3 separate regions of the Sus scrofa genome follow, and regions 1 and 2 are each linked to region 3. Evidence: chromatin contacts called from public HiChIP or PLAC-seq data. All regions are on one chromosome and are shown on one strand. Each heading gives the region's core, a stretch centred on a gene start, on an enhancer-like site or on the middle of the called end of the contact. The rest is flanking DNA. Distances are from core to core; before and after follow the strand shown. Region 1 has its middle 51 kb from the start of TMEM92. Region 2 has its middle 27 kb from the start of TMEM92. Region 3 overlaps PDK2 (pyruvate dehydrogenase kinase, isozyme 2).

The links. HiChIP or PLAC-seq counts read pairs in DNA pulled down with a chosen protein or histone mark.
Region 1: an H3K27ac HiChIP or PLAC-seq map of alveolar macrophages shows a contact between it and region 3. The contact joins two enhancer-like sites. A contact is called at or near these places in 1 of 47 Hi-C or Micro-C datasets (embryonic fibroblasts) and 1 of 2 datasets of contacts at active chromatin or transcription factors (alveolar macrophages).
Region 2: a contact with region 3 is called in an H3K27ac HiChIP or PLAC-seq map of alveolar macrophages. The contact joins two enhancer-like sites. A contact is called at or near these places in 1 of 47 Hi-C or Micro-C datasets (embryonic fibroblasts) and 1 of 2 datasets of contacts at active chromatin or transcription factors (alveolar macrophages).

The regions. Positions count from the first base shown.
Region 1 is chr12:26,515,540-26,520,493 of Sscrofa11.1, reverse strand. No RefSeq gene overlaps it. Among named protein-coding and RNA genes, the nearest start is that of TMEM92, 51 kb to the right of the region's middle. Within about 2 kb of position 3,108, at least 4 of the 83 cell types and tissues checked have an H3K27ac peak or open chromatin away from gene starts, as enhancers often do. A contact at or near this core is called in alveolar macrophages, where this site is marked.
Region 2 is chr12:26,490,794-26,495,641 of Sscrofa11.1, reverse strand. No RefSeq gene overlaps it. Among named protein-coding and RNA genes, the nearest start is that of TMEM92, 27 kb to the right of the region's middle. Within about 2 kb of position 1,816, at least 1 of the 83 cell types and tissues checked has an H3K27ac peak or open chromatin away from gene starts, as enhancers often do. A contact at or near this core is called in alveolar macrophages, where this site is marked.
Region 3 is chr12:26,281,546-26,286,067 of Sscrofa11.1, reverse strand. All of the region lies in intron 2 of PDK2 (pyruvate dehydrogenase kinase, isozyme 2), which reads right to left. Among named protein-coding and RNA genes, the nearest start is that of PDK2, 9.2 kb to the right of the region's middle. Within about 2 kb of position 2,702, at least 24 of the 83 cell types and tissues checked have an H3K27ac peak or open chromatin away from gene starts, as enhancers often do. A contact at or near this core is called in alveolar macrophages, where this site is marked.

The DNA.
Region 1 (4,954 bases), core at 1,859-4,358, 230 kb before region 3:
TCTTCTAAACCTGGCTTTGGAAAAGAGTCCCTTCCCTGAATTCAGACATCCAGCTTCACATGGTTCCCTTCAGGGTAATGATGGTCTTGAGGGTGTGCCTGGAGCTAGAGGAACAGTTCCTGCAGCTGCCTGTCTGTGGTGGCCTCCCTCATCCCCTCATTAATTTGCTGACACCTGCTTGGGGAATGAGCAGCAGGGTCAGTGGTTTTTTGTTTGTTTGGCTGTTTGTCTTTTTTAGGGCCGCGCCTGTGGCATATGGATTTTTCCAGGCTATGGGTCTAATCGGATGGAGCTGTAGCTGCTGGCCTACTCTGTAGCCACTGCAATGCCAGATCTGAGCCGTGTCTGTGACCTACACCACGGCTCTTGGCAACCCTGGATCTTAACCCACTGAGCGAGACTGGTGATGGAACCCCTGCAACCTCACAGTTCCTAGTCGAATTCATTTCCACTGCACTGCAATGGGAACTCCTGTTTTTTGTTTGTTTGTTTGTAACTGACCCATCTGAGAGCAGGCTCATTAGGGCCCTCTACCAGGAGGTTTTAGTAACAGCAGCAATACAGGGTCTTAAACTCACCACATTTTCTGAACATTTTATAACACCGAGAGTCCCTTATAGGAGAGTGTCACTATGGTAACGCAGGCAGCACAGGGAAATAAATGGTGGAATCACAGTTGATGAAAGTTCATGGATTCCTTCAAAATCATTTACTGAGCGCCATGCCCACCGTGTGTCAGCACTGTGATAAGTACTGGGGGTGTGAAGAGTAGGACAGGGACTTTGTCCCTGAGAACCTTCCACACCGGAGGGAGAAAGATGGATGTGGATGGGAAACCATGAAAGCCATGCAGCCGGGTAACAGGTGGGGGTGGGGGAGGAGGTGGAGAATGGGTAGTGGGAATGGGAAGTAGAGAACTGGAAAAGATGCCTATGGAAGAGGCACCCACTGGTTCCTCTTGAATCTCTGAGTTCATCTTGTTTCTTTTCCCCTCCTTTTTAGGGCCACACCTGTGGCACATGGATGTTCCCAGGCTAGGGGTTGAATGGGAGCTCCAACTGCTGGCCTACACCGCAGCCACAGCAATGCCAGATCCAAGCCACCTCTGTGACCCACACCGCAGCTCACAGCACTGCCAGATCCTTAGTCCGTGGAGCAGGGCCAGGGATCGAACCCACATCTTCATGGATACTGGTCAGATTCATTTCCACTGAGCCACAACGGGAACTCCTGTGTTCATCTTAAATGATAGAAAAAGGACAGGAATTCTAAGCAGTGCTGTTTCTGGTTGCCTCCTTGTCTTGCCTCTAGGAACACCATGTCCTATAACCATTTTCATGGCTCTCTGAGTGTCAGGGCCTCTGGCTGCCTGTCTGAACTTGCTGCTCATTATTAGAATCATGGCCACTTCTGACAGATAAGTGCTACCACTTGGCCTCTGTTAGTCTAGGCTCCTCTTATCCCCATTACTCTCAGGGAGCCCTGATCTGTAACAGCATCTCCCACCCTCAGCCTTGGCCTATGGGGCATACGGCCAGCATGAACTTCTCAGTGATGCTGATGCCCCTCCTACAGGCTTGGCTAAGAGTGTCCCATGTGCCCTCCCAGAGAACACAGCTGGGCAGTCTTGCAGGCCCTCCGTTGGATAACCTGGTCTAGTAGGCCCTCTCCTTTGAGCCATTTTGGAACAGAGCAGACCCTGTGGTCCTTCCACTCCATGTCTTCCATCTGCTTTTTCTCTGTAGAAAAACTTTAGCTAAAGAATAAGTTTAATCAGGAGTTCCCGTTGTGGTGCAGTGGTTAACGAATCCGACTAGGAACCATGAGGTTGCGGGTTCGGTCCCTGCCCTTGCTCAGTGGGTTAGCGATCTGGCGTTGCCGTGAGCTGTGGTGTAGGTTGCAGACGCGGCTGGGATCCCACGTTGCTGTGGCTCTGGTGTAGGCCAGTGGCTGAAGCTCTGATTAGACCCCTAGCCTGGGAACCTCCACATGCCGCGGGAGCGGCCCAAGAAATAGCAACAACAACAGACAAAAGACAAAAAAAAAAAAAAAAAAAGAATAAGTTTAATCAGAGAAGTGAGAAAATACAGGAGATACAGGAGTAAAGGAAAACAGTCAAATGAGAACAAATAATAATAGTTTAGCCATTAAGCAAAGTCAAGGACCTTTCATTCCTCCTCAAGGGCTATAGATAATTTTCTGAGCCATGTCCTACGAGCTGTCTTACAGTTACTGAAACCTTGGGAGTTCCCGTTGTTGCTCAGTGGTTAACGAATCCAACTAGGAACCATGAGGTTGCGGGTTCGATCCCTGGCCTCGCTCAGTGGGTTAAGGATCTGGCGTTGCCGTGAGCTATGGTGTAGGTCGCAGACGCGGCTCAGATCCCGCGTTGCTGTGGCTCTGGTGTAGGCCGGTGGCTACAGCTCTGATTCGACCCCTAGCCTGGAAACCTCCATATGCCGTGGGAGCAGCCCCAGAAAAAGGCAAGAAGACAAAAAAAAAAAAAAAAAAAAAAAAAAAAAAAAAAAAGAAACCCCCATGAGGTGGAAGAAGTTAACTACATGATGACCAGCCTGTGGTAGCCATGCCATTAAGCTGCCACAACTCCAAGAACTGGCCTCAAAGAAATGGGAACAAACCTTGGAACTGGAGTTCCTCTTGTGGCCCAGTGGTTAACAAAGGATGTGGTTTGATCTTTGACCTCACTTAGTGGGTTAAGCATCTGGTGTTGCTGTGGCTGTGGTGTAGGTTGACAGCTACAGCTCCGGTTAGACCCCCTAGCCTGGGAACCTCCATGTGGCAGGAAAAAAAAAAAAAAAGCAATAAAAACTGTTGGAGACCACTGAACTGCTGAACTCTGCAGAAAGCAAACTTGGTGTACTTACAAAAGCACAATAAACAAAGGAATGCTTATGATGGCAAAACCAGAAAAGCATGTCTGCTGACACAAAGTTCTAAGGTACAGGGTCTTCTTCAAAGACAAAGGAGTTATGCCTTAGCCATGCTGTTCTATAAGCAGCTGCGCTATGCCCCAGAGGTGTGCACCAGTAACTTTGATGCTAGCAGTGTCCTTCGTTATTCACTACGAGATAGCTTTGTCATTGCCTACGCCTGATTTTGCTGACTAACCTACATACGTCACCTTCCCTTAATAAAAGTCATGTGGGCTAAAGCCTAGGCGCCTTTGTTCTGCAGAACAGAGTGCCTCCTGGTCCCCCACTTTCTAGATGTAACAGAGTCTTGTGTGTTTTGTTATACCGCGCTATTCCTCTTTCAGGATCTCCCATTCCCCTGCAGTGCTGGATGTGGCAAGAATCCTTGGAACTAAAGATTAGCTGTACTTAAACTATCAAGGTAACACTGGTTAGACCACTGCAGGACCAATTTCAAGAGGACTGTCAGAGCTGACTGTGCTGTTTCTGCATGTAGCCCCTCCCTCCACCTATAAAATCTTTGCCCACTGATTGTCAGTGGGGGGGAGTTGGCCTTTGGGCAGGAGTCCACCCACACCCCAGACCCCCATTGCTGGCATCTGAAATAAAGCAAACTTTCCTTTCCACCAGCCTTGCCTCTTTATTGGCTTTAGAGCAGGGAGCATCCAGACCACATTTTTTTTTTCTTTTTTTCTTTTTGTCTTTTCTAGGGCTGTACCCTCGGCATATGGAGGTTCCCAGGCTAGGGGTCTAGTCAGAGCTGTAGCCACTGGCCTACACCACAGCCACAGCAACACCAGATCTGAGCCGTGTCTGTGACCTACAGCACAGCTCACGGCAATGCCAGATCCTTAACCCACTGAGTGAGGCCAGGGATTGATCCCTCAACCTCATGCAGACCTCACTTTCTATAACAGTTTCACCCCTTCTTCTACCACCAGCCATGGCAGTTTGGGCCTTTTCACTTCACTTAGGGTGGGCCATTGCCATGCTCAGGCTTCAGGAGCTATCCTAGCACCTTTCTCTGGGGTTCTTGGCAGGGAGTGAAATCCTGCATCAGGAGAGTGCTCCATACTAATAAATTCTCTCTAATAAAACTTTATATTCTGCCCCTTTGGTCCTCATCCTCAGAATCCAGTCCCGGATTTGCTCTGACTCCTGCCAGTACATGTTGGCAAGTTCTTGTAATACTTCCCAGGCTGGATGTTGTGACTTGACTCTGGTTCTTTGCCTGGTGGCCAGGAGGCGGATGCATCTTGTCTTACAAAGCAGAGGCTCTGTATCACCTAAAAGCAAGAGGGAGCCCTTAACATGGAGGAAGGGTCACTTCTGTAGGTCCAAAGGGTTCAGTGGAATCTGGAGATTCAAGATTATCGAGTGCATCAGCCCAGATGTTGCTATCCCAAGTCTCTGAGTCCCACTCCTTCTTTATCAAGGTTGATAAAGGGCTTGGTTGAGAACTTGACCTTCTCCAGAGCTCCATTCCTGGGATGGTTAAATCCCAGACCTGATGAGAATCTTTACTTGCTGCCAAGGAGAGTTTCACATGTTGCCTTGAATTGGTGATTAAGCATCCTCAGGTTTTCTCCCTTTCTGCAAGGAGGGGCTGGCGGTGGGAACACACTGCTGGCATGCAAAAGTTCCCCAGCCAGGAATAGAACCGAGCCACAGCAATGACCTGAGCCACAGCATTGACAATGCTGGATCCTTAACCTGCTAGGCCACCAGGGAACTCATTGTCTTTCTTTAAGCACTGATAGCCCCAGCTGTGTGATTCCTCTGTCCTTATATTAAGACTTCCCTTGAACTTATTAAATGCCAGGGAATTTTCTTCCGCCAGTGCCTTCTATCACCTAGAACATAAATACGCTCCATGATCTATGAATCCAAGCACAGACATTAACAGTTTATTGCCTTTTTTAAAACCAGAAGCTATGATTAAGTTTGTGAACTGGAAAATTTATTAGTAAACTAAGTTTTCTGTATAAATTAATGATGATTCTTCTTGATTCTTTATTTAT
Region 2 (4,848 bases), core at 567-3,066, 210 kb before region 3:
ATTTGTTCTTTTAGCTCTATCCTTTGTGCTCTGCTGCCTTGCGCTGAGTCATGCTGGCTCTGCACCTTTGTAAAAGAATGTTGCGTATAGCTTGAAATATGTGTAATAGCCCATTCCCAAGGCTCTGACCTTTAAATGTATAACATTTTTCTATTCATATAGAGATAAAAAGTTGCAGACAAGGAGTTCCTTTGTGACTCAGTGGGTTAAGGATCTGGCATTGTCACTGCAGCAGCTTGGTTTGCTGCTGTGATGTGAGTTCAATCCCTGGCCCAGGAACTTCTGCGTGCAGCAGGTACAACCAAAAAAAAAAAAAAAAAAAAAGTTCAGAGTTCCTGCTGTGGTGCAGCAGGTTAAGGATCTGGCTTTGTCTCTGTGGTGGCGCCAGTTCAATCCCTAGCCTGGCGCAGTGGTTAAGAATCCAGGGTTTTTCCCATCATGCCTTACTGGAAAGGAATCTGACTAGCATCCATGAGGATGCAGGTTCGATCCCTGGCCTCGCTCAGTGGGTTAAGGATCCAGCATTGTTGTGAGCTGTGGTGTAGGCTGCAGACACAGCTTGGATCTGTCATTGGTGTGACTGTGGTGAAGGCCAGCAGCTACGGCTCTGATTTCACCTCTAGCCTGGGAACCTCCACATGCCTTGGGTGGAGCCCCCCCCCCCCAAAAGAATCCAGGGTTGCCATGGCTGTGGCATACATAAGTCACTGTGGCCTAGGTCGAAGCTGTGGCTCAGATTCAATCCCTGGCCAAGGAACTCCCATATGCTGGGGGTACGACTGAAAAAGAAAAAAGTCATAGATAGATAATAACTCCTGTCTTGCTGGTAGTTTATAGGCAAACGGTGACCCGTCCTACGTGGACAGCTGCAAGAACAAAGGAACTGGGCAGCAAGAAGTTTGCACCAGCCAGCCACACCTGCTCCACTTTAGTATAAAAGCAGCTTGAATTCTAACTTGGGTAAGATGGTTTTGGGGGACACTAGTCTACCATCTTCTCTGACTGCTGCCTTTCCTAATAAAGTTGCTCTTCCTTGCCCCAACAGCTTTATTCATTGGCCTGGAGTGTGGCTAGCAGTTATGAGCTTGGACTGGGTGACAGTTCACAAAGTGGCTGACAGAGGCCCCGGTCGCTCCTCTCTATCTAATGGACTTCTGGGGTTGTTTTTGGCCACAGCCAGTGGTAGAACCCACACGACAGCAGTAACCCAAGCCACAGCAGTGACAATGTTGTATCCTTTACCCGCTAGACCACCAGGGTACTCCTCAAATGGCTTTCTTTTTTGTGTGGGGGTTTCTTTGTTTTTGCTTTTTTTCTTTTGCTTTTTTTCTGCTGCGGGCCGCACCCGCAGCAGATGGAGGTTCCCAGGCTAGGGGTCCAATTGGAGCTGCAGCTGCTGGCCTACCCCACAGCCACAGCAAAGCAGGATCCAAGCCTCGTCTGCAACCTATACCACAGCTCTCGGCAACGCTGGATCCTTAACCCACTGAGCAAGGTCAGGGATCAAACCGGCATCCTCATGGATTCTAGTCAGGTTCTTAACCCACTGAGTCACTATGGGAACTCTCTAATGGCTTTCTTCTTGAGCAGTCTAGAGATTATAGACACTGAGCTCCAAATTCAAAATTCTCATGGAAGGGCTCTTACGGCCCAGACTGGATCACTACCCAGCCCCAAACCAGTCAGCTGTGGTCTGAGAAGTAGAACCGCTTTGTGAAAAATGGCTGCTCTGCCATCCCAACAGTCATTATGGAGGGAGCAGGTGGAGTCAGTTATAAGAAAATCTAGGGGACTGGGCATATGGAAAAAATGTGCAGTGTGACAAGTTTGCGGTTTACTTGTTGAAAGTTCTGCTCTTGCTGTGTCAAAACCTAAAATGATCTTAGGCCTCTGATCAAATTTCTTAACATCCTTTATTCTGAGAAAATGTTGGCGGGGAAGTTCCCATTGTGATGCAGCAGAAACGAATCTGACTAGGAACCATGAGGTTGCGGGTTTGATCCCTGGCTTCGCTCAGTGAGTTAAGCATCCGGCTTTGCCAAGAGCTGTGGTATAGGTCGCAGATGTGGCTTGGATCTGGCATTGCTGTGGCTGTGGCGTAGACCAGCAGCTATAGCTCCGATTCGACCCCTAGCCTGGGGACCTTCATATGCTGCAGGTGCAGCCCTAAAAAGCAAAAATAAATAAATAAATAAATAAGAGAAAAAAGAAAAAAAGAAAATGTTGGCAGAAAACTAAAGCAAGTTTTGAATAAATTATTGGTCAAATCTCAGCTAACACAATTGAATATTTTCTAATGGGCATTCTTAAATTATAATCCTGCTGAAAGGATTCTGGGAATTTGATGGAGCTGGAAGAAGCAGAAACTGTCTGATTAACTGTTTTGGAGCTCTGGAATTTATTTATTTTTTCTTTTTTTTCTTTTCTTTTCTTTTTCATTTTCCTTCTTCTTCTTCTTCTTCTTTTTTTTTTTTTTTTTTTTTTTTTTTTTTTTGTCTTTGCTATTTCTTGGGCCGCTCCAGCGGTGTATGGAGGTTCCCAGGCTAGGGGTCTAATCGGAGCTGTAGTCACCGGCCTATGCCAGAGCCACAGCAACACGGGATCCGCGCCGCGTCTGCAACCTGCACCACAGCTCTCGGCAACGCCGGACCATCAACCCACTGAGTAAGGGCAGGGACCGAACCCACAACCTCATGGTTCCTGGTGGGATTCGCTAACCACTGCACAAGGAGGAGAACTCCAGAGCTCTGGCATTTATAAATGGCTTGCAACTTCCAGCGGAAGGCTCAGCCGGTAAATTGCACTTAATTTCAGTCAGTTTCAGCTCTAAGCCCAGTAGCATATACCCATCCCCCATCCTCAGCCAGGTTGCAGGCAGCTGTGTCTGTGTTCCTGGAGCACTTTGCACACAGCTGTAGGAAGCAGAGTGGACAAAAAGAACCCTCTTCTCCAAGCATCAGATCTGTGCTCTGATGGCCGATTTCCGCTTCTGATCTTAGAAAGGCAGACCAAGAGGAGAAGCATCATTATTGTTGCCCTCCTTCCTTCCCTCTTAGTAACACAAACTCTACCAAGACTAGATCATGAAGAAATAGAATATTTGAACAGATCTAGGACTAGATCCCAAATCCCCGATGGTTTTGGGGGAAGAGTTTTTATAGCAAGCTTTGGGGGGAGGTCTGCAAGGTGTGTGACCTTTCTTTACTAATCTTCCTTCCAATTCTAACTAGTGTGGGGTCATGTGCTTATGCTCAGCCTGAAGTTACCATCCTCCAGCTCTGTGGGAGGCTGTGGGAGGAGTAGGCCAAGATATGTATCAGATTGTCATACATATTCCTTGAGGAGGAAACAGGATCCTGCCCCATCAGTGCACTATTTGTTTCTTTTTTTTCTTTTTTTGCCTTTTCAAGGCTGCACCTGCAGCACATGGAAGTTCCCATGCTAGGGGTCGAATCAGAGCTATAGCTGCCCGCCTACGCCACAGCCACAGCAACACAGGATCCAAGCTGTGTCTGTGACCTACACCACAGCTCACAATAACGCTGGATCCCTGATCCACTGAGTGAGGCCAGGGATCGTACCCGAATATTTATGGCTGCTAATTGGGTTCTTAACTGGCTGAGCCACAATGGGAACTCCTGAACTACTGTTTCCTTTATAATCCCTCACACCCCTAATTAGCGGCTATTTAGATATGCCCTTTGAATCTCAGGGGAGGTCTAGGAGGCTAAAACCTTCTTCTCACAAACAAGAAATGGGGGGCACGGAAAGACTTTTGTACTGGGGAGGGCTATATAGAGCCCTGCTTGGTTTCAAATTCAGCAAAGTAGCAGGATACAAAAGTCAATACACAAAAATCATGGACTTTGGCACTGTGCGCTAAGAATCCAACTAATATCCATGAGGACACAGGTTCAAGGCCTGGCCTTGCTCAGTGCATTAAGGATCCAGCGTTGCTGTGAGCTATGGTGTAGGTTGCAGACTCGGCTCAGATCTGGCATCGCTATGGCTGTGGTATAGACTGGCAACTAGAGCTCTGATTCGACCCCTAGCTTGGAAATTTCCATGTGCCACAGGTGCAGCCCTAAAAAAAAAAAGATCCTTCCCTTAATTTCATCTGCAAAGACCCTTATTCCAAATCAGGTCATGTTCTGAGCTTCTGAGTGGACATATCTTTGGGGAGCACGATTCAACCCACCATAGACATCATTCTCACCTGGAAGGCACCTCGGAGAGCCTCTGAAACAACCTATCTCAGTATAACCCCTGAAAAACTAGTTCTAGGAGATATTTTTTTAAAGGTGGGAGTGGCATTCTGTGTTCAAATAAGTTTGGAAAATGCTGTATACACATCTCACACTGTAAGAGTGACAATTCACCTTAGCATATTTTAAAAATTATCTTTTTTATGGCCATACCCACGGTATATGGAAGTTCCTGGGCCAGGGATTGCATCTGAGCAGGAGCTGGCTCTGCCATAGGTTGGCAGCTGCAGATCAAATTGGACCCCAGCCTGGGAACTTCCATGTGCCACAGGTGGGGCCCTAAAAAAGCAAAGCAAAACAAAACAAAACAAAAATCAGTTGCATTTTTATATACTAGCAATGAACACTCTGAAAAGGAAATTATAAAAACAATTCTGGCCATTATTAATAAGTCCACAAATAATGAATGCTAGAGGGGATGTGGAGAAAAGGGAACCCTTCTGCACTGTTGGTGGGAATGTAAGCTGGTACAACCACCATGGAGAACAGTATGGAGGTACCATAGAAAACTGTACATAGAACTACCATATGACCCAGCAATCTCACTCTTGGACATATATCCGGACAAAACTTCCCTTGAAAA
Region 3 (4,522 bases), core at 1,453-3,952:
TGGATGCTAGTCAGATTCGTTTCCACTGAGCCAAAACAGGAACTCCTGGAAACAGATCTTAATGTCTGTCTTGGTTGTCGCTGCATCTCCCTGGGCACAGGTGGCAGAGTGGCCAGCTCAGAGTGCTCACAGAACAGGGCTTCAGTGAGGAAGATGAGAGCTTCACACCCTGACTCTGGGCATCAGGAGCTGTGCAACCTGCTCAGAGAACTGGATTTTAAATGGTAGGTGGGAAGGACAGCGGGTGGGGTGAGCATGCCCAGCTCTGACACTGGGTGGGACTGAGGCCCACAGAGAGCCCCAAGGGGCCTGGGCTGGTCAGATGGTGCCAACCTGGAGCCACTGTCCCCCATTCCTCACTGTGAGGCAGGACACCACTGCTTCCCTGTAATACGCTTGGCCTGAAGTAGGCCTGCAGCTCATTCATTCTCTGGGGGAAGGTGGAGAGCCAGCCTCTTTCTGCACTTCCAGCAGTAGGAAGACGGGGCTGCCAGCCCAGAGCCCTGAGGGGGCAGGGCACCTGGGGCTGATCAGTCTCTCCAGAAGGGCTCCCCATCCCCCCAGTCGGAAGCATTCTCAAGTACACAGTGCTTTGACCTCAACAGGTAAGAAGGGCAAGAATTAACCCCATTTCACAGTCTCCTCAACTGAGGCCTGAAGCCGTCCCACAGCCAGGAAGTGGTCTAGTGAAGATTCCACCTCCTGGAGTTCCCGTCGTGGCTCAGTGAAAATGAATCTGACTCATACCCATGAGGACACAGGTTTGATCCCTGACTTTGCTCAGTGGGTGAACGATCCAGCGTTGCTGTGAGCTGTGGTGTAGGTGGCAGATGCAGCTTGGATCCTGTGTGGCTGTGGCTGTGGTGTAGGCCGGTTGCCACAGCTCCGATTTGACCCCTAGCCTGGGAGCCTCCATATGCCCAGAGGGCAGCCCTAAGAAGACAATAAATAAATAAATAAATAAATTTAAAAAGACTCCACCTCCTGCGCTCCTGCCACTACCTGGCACTGGGTGCTCAAAATGCTCAGCCCGACTGGTCCTGTGGTCCGCCTGCCTGGAATGCCCTGCTCCCTTCACCTACTAACTGCTCCCCTCCCCTCTCCTGCTTAAGACAGTAGAGGAGAGAGAGGGTGAAGGAGTAGCTTTGGAGCTGGCGCTGGCGAGTCCCAGGCTGGGCTTGTCCACTTGGAGCTGTGTGGCTCTGAAGGAGTCTTGGAACCTCTCTGGGCCTGAGTTGTCTCATGGGAAGAAGGGAGGGGTTTGTACCTATTGCTATTTCTGCTTTTTGGTGAGAGTTACCTGTAGTGATTAACACAGTGCCTAGCACAGAGGGAGCACTCTCTAAATGTCTGCTCATTATGAACAGGGGTTCAAACACTGTCAACAGCTGAGTGTGCCCTCTGAGTCCCCAGGTGGCATGTGACACACTTGTCCTGGCTGAAGTGGGCACAGGCTCTGAATCACAGCCTGTTTGAGTCCTCCCTGTTCTGAGAATAGCCACTGACAGCAGCCCCGCTGTTCCCGCCAGCCTTCCCCACCCGGGGCCCAGCCCAGCTCTTGGCAGGAGGGGGAGCCCAGGGAGCAGAGAAGACCAGCTTTCCCCAGGACCCCCTCACTGGCCTGAAGCCCTGGCACTGTCCCCGAAGTCAGAGTGGCTCTCCCACGGCCTCACCTTGGGCTCCCTGGAGAATAATAGCTGACACTCATCCAGTGACCAAAAGTGCCCTCCTGTGCTCAGAGACTACACAGGGGCTCCCACCTCCCAGAAGCCTTCATGAACAGGCAGTATTTCCCCCTTTTGCAGACAAGGACACCAGCTCAGAGAGGGCAGGTAATATGCCTCAAGTCACACAATACGCGGTTGCACTGGGATTCCAACCCAGGTCTGTCTGATGCCAAGTCTAACCCACCCGGCCAAGTGCTCACCACCTATACTGGTCCCAATGGTGATGCGGCCACTGTCCATGGGGAAGGCAGATGGCATTTACTGGCACTGGCCTTGTGCTCCCCCTCCTTACCCTCCACAATGACCCTGTGAGGTGGATGCTACTGCTAGACCCATTTTACGGATGAGGAAGTTGACGTGCAGAGCTGGGATTCTCTCTCACAGGCCTCTGTTAACCAAATCCCCTATCCCCTGACCATGCCCAGGAACAAATAAAGCCTCATGCTCATGTGACTCTTTTTTTTTTTTTTTGAGGGCCGCACCCGCAGCATATGGAGGTTCCCACGATAAGGGTCTAATTGGAGCTACAGCTGCCGCCTACACCACAGCCACAGCAACGCCAGATCTGAGCCGCATCTGCGATCTATGCCACACCTCATAGCCACGCCACATCCTTAACCCACTGAGCGAGGCCAGGGATCGAACCTGCAACCTCATGGTTCCTAGTCGGATTCATTTCTGCTGCGCCACGACGGGCCCCTCATGTGATTCTTAAGGGGGAGAAGGGGTTGGGGAGGAGGACCTGCAATGCAATGGTGGGGGTCGGAAGAGAGGGGAGAGGGAGGGGACCAGCTTGGGGGAGGGGGCCCTGGAACCCCTTCCCAAGACCCAGGGGGCAAGCAGAGGGGGATGACGTGGGAGCTGGGGGGCCCTGAGCAGCCTGGCCTGGGGTGGGGGCAGGGGTAGGGTGAGGGCTCTAGCTGCTGGCACCACCCTCCGTGGCTGCCTAGTGAACCACAGAGGGCAGAATGGGGCCGGTCACATGGCCAGTGAAGCAGAACAAAGGGCACCAGGAGGGATTGGCAATGGGCAGCGCCTGCCGGCACAGCTAGGAGGAGAGCTGCCAGCCTCAGGCCTCAGTCTCCTGGACTGTGAAGCAGGGTTTAGAATCGCTGACTGTCTCCCTCTCAGAGTTGTTCTTTTAGGGATCCTGGGTGTACCCTTGGACGGGAGAGAAGAGGATGACAAGGATTCTCCTGGGGGAAACCTTGACCCTGGCCTGAAGCCCCCCATGGGCCTGGCAGACCAGACCTCACCCTTGGGCCAGATCTGGGTCCCCAAAAAGGGAAAGACGCTGGGGAGGGAGTGATGTCGGCTCCACTGACGGTCAGAGAAAGAGCTGGGCTTAGATGTGGGCGATCTGGACCAGTGGGGCAATGACAGATGCGTCACCTGCCCTCCGGCAGGCCGAGTAGGTGGTAAGGCCCCAGGTGATGCCCCAGGGACGGCCTGACCTGAGGACCTCAGCAGTAAGCAAGGCCACTCAGGACTTCCTGGGTGAGATCTGGAGCTTCCTCCTCCCTTGATAATGAGGAAGCCCCAAACCCTGCTTTCTGGGGCTTTCCAGCCAGTCTAGAGGCCTGGATTTGGGAGGCAGGAGGGGTGGAATTTGGGGAGAGGAGGAGGGAGCATGAGTGTGTGTGTGTGTGACAGTGTGTGTGAGACAGTGTGCGTGTGAGTGTAGGTGTAGGGATGTGGGGATGAGCGTGCAGAGGCGGGGGAGGAGGAGCACAGGCTTGTGGGGGAGCCGAGGAAGCACTCAGCCGGGGGGGAGGGGGGCACGAGGATGAGCCTGGGAGCCTGTGGGTGTGTGTGCACCACGGCCTAGTGTCCACAAGCTGTTGGGGATGCAGGAGGAGGGGGCAGTGAACAAGGTGAAGGCTGTGTGTAAGGGGGGTAGGGGGGGAAGAGGTGCCTGTCTCATCCCACCTCTGGAAGCCACTTATGGAGGGGTGGTGGCGCAGCCCTGAGCCAGGCTGACTCGGGTCCCATTGCCAGTGGTGCCGCTCGGGTCCCTGTGTGTAACTGTGTAAAGTGGGCTTTGCAGCAGCAGCAGCAGCAGCAGCAGCAGGCGCGGATTAGAGCCTCCACTCTTGATTACATAAGCAGTGGCTGAGGGATTCAATGGCAGGGTTTGGCTACGGCCCCAGCGCCTGGGCCTGGTCCTGAGCAGGTCCTGGGGGCCAGGAGTCTGTGAAGTGCTCAGTCTTTTCAAGGGAAAGAACTGGGTTTGGGGCCCACGCACCTGCTGACAGGCAAGGCGGTTCATGAGCAGGGGCCGGCGAGACCCCATCCCCACCCGTTCCCTACAAGTCCTGTGAAGGCCCTATGAGCGACACGAGGGACTCACGGTCCTCTGATTCGACTCTGCGACTCTCATGGGAGCCTCTGTGTCCTGGAGGCGCGAGCCCACCGACTCCACAGCATCCCTGAGGCTGGGGGCGGGGGTCAAGCTTACCCCGGCGATACCAGCCATCAGACGATCTGACGGGCTCTGTGAGCCTAGAAGTCCCTGACTCCCGCCCCAGAATGCGCTCTCTCCTTTCCCTTCCGGATCTCAGGGCCTGGGTTGGAATTCTGGCTCTACCACTTACTACCTGCAAGGGCTCAGACAAGGTTAATCTCTCTGAACCTCAGTTTCCTCATCTATAAAATGGGGAGAGTAACCAGGACTACTTTACAAGGCTGCTCGGAAGCCTAAACAAGTTCATACGTGGACACAGAATGTAGAACTTCTCCTGATGGCCAGCAGCTCTCCTCCAGCTAAGTCCGTTCCCGTCCCTGTCACCGTTAGC